2 separate regions of the Mus musculus genome follow, and region 1 is linked to region 2. Evidence: chromatin contacts called from public promoter capture Hi-C data. All regions are on one chromosome and are shown on one strand. The core of a region is the stretch at or near the end of the contact, and the rest is flanking DNA. Distances in the headings are between cores, read along the strand shown.

Region 1 (3,778 bases), core at 804-3,303, 98 kb after region 2:
TGGTGCTAACAGGATCATAGACACGTTTATGGGCAACACTCTCTCATCATCTACCCTTGCTGGGTCGGTTTCCTCAAAAATGTTCATTGTGAAGCTGCTTGTAGCCAGTTGGGCCGTGGCCTAGGACTCCCCTTCTCTGAGGCCTGGCCAAGGCACCTCGAAGGCCACTGAGGAAGCTGGGTCTGTGCTCACAGGAGCCCCCAGCCTCGGTATGAACCAGGAACTTCATGTAGACTGTCTAAGAGCTGTAGTGGACAAGGACTGTATACTCAGGGGCCCCAGGGAGTGGGCAGGAACACACTCTGGCCTGGCTCTTGATGACAGAGCTGAGCTGTGTGAAGCAGACCCCTGGCTTCAGCAGCTGGCTGACATAACTTGCCCCTAGGGCCTTGACTCCATTCTAAGGACACTGCTACCTTTTATCCTCTGCTTCTCTCAGGGTGTGCTGTCCGACCTCACCAAGGTGACCCGGTTGCATGGAATCGACCCCGTCGTGCTGGTCTTGATGGTGGGCGTGGTGATGTTCACACTGGGATTCGCAGGCTGTGTCGGGGCCCTCCGAGAGAACATCTGCCTGCTCAAGTTTGTAAGTGATGCTGCAGTGGGACGCAGTCTATGTATACTAGAGATACCAATACCGGCTCACGTCTGTTTTCTGGCCGCACAAGGAGGGAACAGTTCTTTGAACGTGCTGCCTCGCTAAGAAGGAAGATTTTAAGGAGAAAAGCCCAGCTGATGGTTCCTCACTAGGGAAGTGGGGTCTCCTGGAGTTGCCAGCTAATTGCGGGGGGGGGGGTGTTGGGGGGGTGGGGGGTGGGAGGGGGGGTGGGGGTTCTGCTCACCTCCTTGGCTCTATGGCTCTCCTGAGAAGTTCTAAAGGAATTGTTTATCTGCTGTTCACCTTTGTCCTTCCTGGCTAAGATCAAACGATGTGGCCAATGGCTTTAAGAAATCCTTTCCCTCCTCCTGCGTGTGAATCTGTTGGCTGTGCAGTGTAGTTCTTAATTTTCTGGCAGAATCACGAATTACTAAGAGTTTAGTTTTATATTTAGATACAACTTCATATTTAAATGTATTCAGTTAAAATTAAATAGCACCTGGTGAGGAAAACACTTTTGTTTTCTTTATGGTCTATTATTTGTTGAGCTTATTAGGTCAGTCTTTCTTCATTTGGAAAGCAAAGCACACACTCCTCCCTAGATCGCCCCCTCCTTAATAATCCTGTGTTTTGTATCTCCTTTCCACATGAGCAGGCTGTGCGCACTGGCGCATGCTTGCGGCTCTTATCTGGTTTTCTTGGGAAGCTTCCTTCACATTTCCAAGCTGGGTCAAAGCTTCAAGGCTCCCGATAGCAGCATGTCACCATGACCTAGAGAGGTCTGTATGTAGCTGACAGTCCTGCTTGCCCAAGATAGCACTGATCCCTCCAGCGTGGTAATGAACTCTGCAGGGATCTTAGGTGTCCTGTGTAAGTTGTTTCAGACAAGCTCTATGTCCAAGTCTTAGTTTCCACATCCGTAAAGTGGGAGTGAAAGACTCGATGTCTAGGATGGTTGAGTGGAGGGTGGGGCAGACAGTGCCTGGGTAGGGCTCTACACGGAAAACAACTGACTTCTTTCTCATCAGGTGGAGGTGGGGGAGGGCTACCTCCTAGGCAGTGATGGCTCAGAGCTTTGTCCTTCCTCCTCACTTCTCTCAGCTACCAGCTGTGCCATATGTGCACGGGTAGTGGTGAGTCCCATGTACCGAGGAGGTGGCGTGCTGCAGTAGGTGGTCCGCTGCGTCTGAGCGTCTGCCAGGCTGGGGATGCTGACTACCTTTCTCCTTTGCCCTCGCAGTTCTGTGGGGCCATTGTGCTCATCTTCTTCCTGGAACTGGCCGTGGCCGTGTTGGCCTTTTTATTCCAAGACTGGGTGAGAGACCGGTTCCGGGAATTCTTCGAGAGCAACATCAAGTCCTATCGGGATGACATCGACCTGCAGAACCTCATTGACTCCCTTCAGAAAGCTGTAAGCTCTGCCCCCGCCCAACAGGCCTCCTGCTAGAGCACGCCCTTCCCACCTCTGCTTAGTCTCGGATGCCCTGCAGCTGAGATGGCTTTTCTGCCACAACATGGCAGGGAGGTATGGAGCATGCCCCAGCCTCTGGTCAGCCTCTGGTCAGCATCGCTGTGCTCAGCTGCTGGCATGGCAGTTCGGGGTCCCTCTCAGCCTGCGTTTTGGATTGGCCAGACAACTTTATCTCCCATTCCTTCCTTTTGGGTCCAGTCTTCCCTAGCCTTTCATGATAGCCATGTTGCTAGTCAGAGACCTCCCCAGGACCTTGGCCCTGTGGATATAGAGGGGATACAGAGGACAGAGCTCCTCCCCCTAGGACAGTGACTCACTGTAGAGCTATTCCTGTATTCTTCCTCTCTGGGACCTTTTCTCCTTCCTGTTTGAGAAGAACAGACTGCCTTGGGGAAGCCTTCTCCATGGAGGGATGTGACCTCTCTGGAACTTTCCCCAGGGAGCTGACTAAGCAGGCTTCGGCTGTGTCCCTCAGCCTTCCTGCCCCTTCCCCTTGCTTGCAGCTGCACCTGGAAACTTGAATCTCTGGTTGCTCCAGCTCCTGGGGCGAACCACTCCCTGGCACTGTGGCCTGTTTGATCTGCCTCTCCCAGAAGCCCGGCTTCTGAAATGTCTTTTCCAAGGAACACTTGGTTCCAAAGAGAAAATAAACCAGCAAGCACTAAAAATAACTGACCCACTATTATTAACCAAAACTTGTTTACCCTGTTGCATGTAGCATGGGGGTCCAGGAAAATCTGTTTACATAAGCAGAGAGACTCCTGTGCGTTGTTACTGACTCGGGAGACTCCCTAATCCTAGTGACCTCGCTACGCCTTGTCTGTTCAGTTCTTTCTTCTCTTTTGTGTTCAAATGGCCTTGGGTCTGCTAGTTTCTCGAACTTTCCCCTGCTCTTTCCTAAGAGAAGTCATCCCTGCCACCGGTCTGTCCCAGTCTGTTTTGAGACAGGTGAGACAGGATCTTGTTATGTAGCTTAGGCTGCCCTCAAGCTTGCAGGCCTCAACCTCCGGATTATTGGAATTGGAGGAATGTGCTCTACCGTGCCCAGCTTCCTATCTTCTAAAATGTAAGAGGCACCCACTTAGTTCTAGGGCTTGTGATAAAACATTAGGTGGTCATTAAGTCATTAAAGCATCCTGCATAGTGGAGGAGTAGGAATGGCGAAGATTGGATTTCCACTGGAAAGTTGGGTGTGAGGGAGGCAGAGATCCTGCTGGCCTTTGTTTTGGCGGCAGAGGTCATAGATCTCTGGTGAGTGATTCTGTCACATTGATGATGTTCTTAGTGTGCTGGGTGCCGCACACTTGTAGGCCGATAAGGGCTTTTGTCAGCTGCACTAGGTAATGAGGAGTGGAGGGTGGGACTCCTGGTCAAGTCAGACGGTTAATGAGTGGTTAATGAGTGCTGCTGTTTTCACTTTAGTTGTAATTAATCCCTGTTGTAAATGATCAACAGCTGCCTTTATATAAAATGGCCAAGAAGGTAACTAGGGCCAGCGTGGCCTTTTATCATGGAGAAAGGCCTGTTCCTCACTTCGGCTGTGTTCTCTGGGGTAGGAGAGGGGCATATCAATGGGTCTTAATGGAGAAGGGGTGTAGCTTGCATGGGCTCTGTCAAGGAGTGCCTCGGACTTAGCATGCTAGCTAGACTAGCTCGACTTGGTCCCCATGGGAGTCAGCATGGCTGCAGTTTCCCTCTTAATGCATTAC
Region 2 (4,025 bases), core at 525-3,024:
CTCACGCGGTACCGAATTACACTAAATCTTTTCTGTGAAAGGTCAGATCTCTCAGGCTAATGACCACTCTCAGCTTAGACCTTTTCTCTTTCATGAACCTCCCCAGTATATCTGGGTGCTATTCCAGGACCAGGCTCTGGGATCCCAGCAGGGAAACAAAGATGCATATACTATGGCTCAGGAAAGCTCCCTCAACAGACTCTCTGAGTTGAATCCTGCCATATATTTATATGGAATGTGAGGTTGGAGGAAGATCTGGAAAGCCTTTGGATACTAGGTGTTTCCCAGGTGAACAGGGTTGGGGGAACACTGCTCAGAGATGACCGACCATCTCCTGGGTTTGGGATATGGCTCAGCAGGTAAAAGCACTGATTTCAAACCCTTGGTATCAGTAAAAATCCAGACTGATTGCAAGAGTACAGGCTTGGAATCTCAGGGCCTTGGTGGGCAGAAATAGAAGGCTCCCTGCAGCTTGCTGCCTACCAGCCTAGCTCCAGGTTCTGAGTATCAGAAGTACATCATTCCGATCTATCAGGAGGCACAAGGACTCTGCTCTTTCCCAGCTGTCAGATAACGCGTATTTGTCTCTGTTTACCATAGGGTGGAAAGTTAGTTGACTGCTGGAATAGCTAATTTTATGTCAACCTGACACAAGCTGGAGTCTGGAGAGGAGGGACTGAGAAAACGCCTTCATAAAATCAGAATGTAGGCAAGCCACCAAGCAGCACCCTTCCACAGTCTGTTTATCAGCTCTGTTGCCAGGTTTCTGCCCTGTTTGAGTTCCTACCCTACTTCCTTCAGAGATGGGCTATGATGTGGAAGTGTAAGCCAAATAAGCCCTTTCCTCTCCAATTGGTTTTTGCTCGTGGTATTTCATCATAACAATAATAACCCTAATTAGGGCAGCTCCTGACTACCTACATAACAGGAAAGCAGGGCGGGGTCTCCATCCCCATCCCCCACCCCACCCCCTTTTAACTTTTTGTCTAGGGTAACACACAGTTCTACAAGATAGTAAAATAAAAACTGTCTTACCCTCCTTAGTCTCTTGAATTTGTTATTACATAGCAAGAGTCTTGCTTCTTACAGTGAGAAACATGAGGGGAAGGTAAAGATGTACTAGGACAGCCTAGTCCTCTGGCCAGGTGTCAAGTCCCACACAGGTGGATACCCCCAATGCACACAGGACAGATGACCACTTCTGACCAGCGTGCCTGTCTGGCTGCTGTAATACTTCTTTGCAAACTGCTCTGTGATCTCTTTCTGACTGTCTCCCACTCCCCCACCTTTAACTATTCTGTGAGTTAATCCTGTTTCTTTTGACTACAGCTTTGATACGACAGTAATGAACACTTATTACAGGAGTGAGAAAAATGGGTAAAAGCCAGGCATGGCGGTGCACGCCTGTGATCCCAGCCCCTGGGGAACTGTGGCAGGAGGATGAACAATTCCAGACCAGTCTGAGCTACATTAAGCAACCAACCACGTTAGAGTATTAAGACAAGCCTGTCACAGGGTTGCTCAAAGAAGCTAGAGGAGCTGGTATTATCCTTAGAGCCAGTTCTCAGCTGGTTTTCTTCATTCTAATAACCAGCATTTGGGGGTGAAGATGGACGCTGGGACATCTACCCCACAAAGCCACGCTAGTTCCAAACTAGCTCCGTGGAAATCAGCGAGCAAAGAAGTGCCCGAAGGCGACCCAGTTCTACCCAGTCCCCAGTCTGGAGCTGCGGGGGCGTGTCTGTCACGTGAAAGTGGCGTGGTGGCGTAGGCGCTGAGCTGCGCAGGCGCGGGGAGACCTTAGTCTCACCCGCCCTCAAAACTGCACTACAACCGAGGAGGCACCTGCGTCCGCTGGCGCAGCTCAGGGGCCAGTGAGGTCCACGGAGGCGGGGTCCTTGGGGCGCAGGTGAGGATCGAGGCAGGCCAGGGACCGCGGAGACTAGATGCTGGATAGAGGATGTGACCCGATCCTCTCCAGGTACCGCTCTCCGATGTGCCCTCAGCCCACCACAGCGATCAGGACAGACTCCACGCTTGGGGCCCAGAGACCCCTGTCCCGGAATGGCGCTGGCGGCACCCAGCAGTCTGAATCGTTGGGACAGAGGACAGAAAAACTCTTGCCCACCCAGATGTTTGAATTGTTGGGACAGAGAACTGAAGGAAAAAAAAAAAAAAACAAAAACGTTTGCCCACCTCTCAGGAAGGGGCATCCACCCAACATGGGCTAGGCTGAAGGCTGCCAGGGGTGGCCGTGGCTATCCAGTTTCGGTATTGGGGTGTCCTGTGAGGAAGTCTCTGAGATACCTGCTCCTCCTTCTCTTCTAAGGGTTACAAACCTTTGCCTTAGAAAGCTCCGTTGTAAATTTCAAACCGCTGCTGAGGTGTGGTAATGAGATAATCAGAGCTCCAGGACAGCCCATCCTCCGAATTGTTAGGTTGTTGGAGTTGGTGAAAATGGCCCAAGGGAGAGCAAAGTTAAGGTCCAACCTGGCAGGGTTTGCATGGGAAGGTGACAATCCGAGTCTCGCTGCCACCGTGCCTCCAATGTTTTCACAGCCCTGTTACCTAGATTTTTGGTTTTATTTTTACTTCAACATTTCTTGTCTTGGAACTTGGTAAATGATTTATGTGAAAAGAAAATACTCATTGGATGTTTTGTTTCGAGACAGGGTTTCTCTGTGTACCTCTGGCTATCCTGGAACTCATTCTGTAGACCAGGCTGGCCCCAAACCCAGAAATCCTCCTGCTTGTCATGGAGCCCTGCTAATAGAATCTGGGTCCTCACAAGATACTCATCAGAAAATCCTTTGTTTCAAATATTTGGGGTGATCAATGAGTAATCCAGAAATAAGTAAGAATTTAACATCTCTGGCAGTCTTTGCAAAGAGCTTATAGCATCTTCAGTGATTCATCTCTGTAGAAGGTGATTAGGAAATTGTTCCCATTTTGCTAATGTGAAACATGGCTGGTCCAGGCTCATGCAACTTGGTTCTTCTCGTCCGACCTTTCCTTGGTGTCCTTCCTTATAAGGGATGGCATTTACCTGAGACCCTTTGTGTTGTCCCTGAAGGGGTACAAAGCACTCTACCCCACCTCTTTCCCCTTTTCTTCTTGAGGGGGTGGGCCTTATGTAGTTCAGGGTAGCTTTGAATTTCCCGGAGGCTTTCTTTGAATTTGCAGTCCCCCTGTCTCTGCCTCCTGATTGCTGGGATTGCAATGATCATTTCAAGCTTGTGTGGCACCAGAAGGTTTGTTTGGTGAGGTCTGGAATTTTAAGGTGCATACGATTTCATTAGTATCCCAGATTAAAAGCAACTCTCCTGCTAGTTGGCTATCTGCTTCTTTGAAATGCTAAGCTCAGAGTCTGCTTGGACAGAGTCTTAATGTGGCAGGACCTGTCCAGCGTTGCTGTGGAAGAAGCCAGCCTCACCCATGAGCTCTTTGGCCCTTGCCAAGGCAGATTGAAGTTGAGCAGTAACCTTTGCCTTTGGCACTACCAGGAGCAGTTGTGGGAGAGCCAAAGAGTTAACTCAGAGTATGTGCTGTGGAGAATGTGGACGTAAGGCAGGACTCCCCCGGGCCTGGAACTTTCACCCAGAAAGCTGACTTGCAGTAACACTGCTGGAGAAATTGTTCTATTCTTTTTTGTTGTTGTTGTTGTTGTCTGTTTTACCTTCCTAGGACAGTGAGTGAGTTCATCTGAACCCTGCAAAAGATAAAGACCACCCAGTGAGGTGGCCTATGCCTAAAATTGCAGCACTAAGGAGGCTGAGGTAGGAAGGTGGCAAGTTCTAGGCTATCCTAGGCCTTTCCTTTTTAAAAAAGGAAAAAGAATAAAGAAAATGAAAACCATAACGAAGCATTTCCAGTTTCCTAGAGCGCTGCTGTGTTTCATGTTGGTCTTCTCCAACACGTGCCACCACTGGATGCAGCTTGATTTTTAGAAGATCTTATGGTGATAAGCAAGAAAACGGTCTCTGGGGGCCAGAATGAGAGTTAGGATTTGGTTGCCGGAACCCAGT

Evidence for each region. Promoter capture Hi-C pulls out the DNA fragments that hold promoters and counts their contacts.
Region 1: a contact with region 2 is called in a promoter capture Hi-C map of embryonic stem cells, with 2.6 times the contacts expected there. The contact joins the enhancer-like site here to the promoter of Prxl2a in region 2. A contact is called at or near these places in 23 of 39 promoter capture datasets (the 3T3-L1 cell line, 3T3-L1-derived adipocytes, the C10 cell line and 14 more), 34 of 484 Hi-C or Micro-C datasets (B cells, CD4 T cells, the CH12 cell line and 24 more), 16 of 115 datasets of contacts at active chromatin or transcription factors (the 230-238 cell line, bone marrow-derived macrophages, effector CD8 T cells and 8 more) and 4 of 9 other capture datasets (adipose tissue, embryonic stem cells, liver and 1 more).

Annotation. Positions count from the first base shown.
Region 1 is chr14:40,913,611-40,917,388 of GRCm38.p6, reverse strand. Tspan14 (tetraspanin 14) reads left to right here. Exons shown (of 9, transcript NM_145928.2): 4 at 440-586; 5 at 1,839-2,009. Among named protein-coding and RNA genes, the nearest start is that of Sh2d4b, 22 kb to the right of the region's middle. Within about 2 kb of position 2,053, at least 51 of the 459 cell types and tissues checked have an H3K27ac peak or open chromatin away from gene starts, as enhancers often do. A contact at or near this core is called in bone marrow-derived macrophages, embryonic stem cells, kidney and 1 more, where this site is marked.
Region 2 is chr14:41,011,582-41,015,606 of GRCm38.p6, reverse strand. It overlaps Prxl2a (peroxiredoxin like 2A), which reads left to right and starts at 1,774. Exons shown (of 6, transcript NM_027464.4): 1 at 1,774-1,909.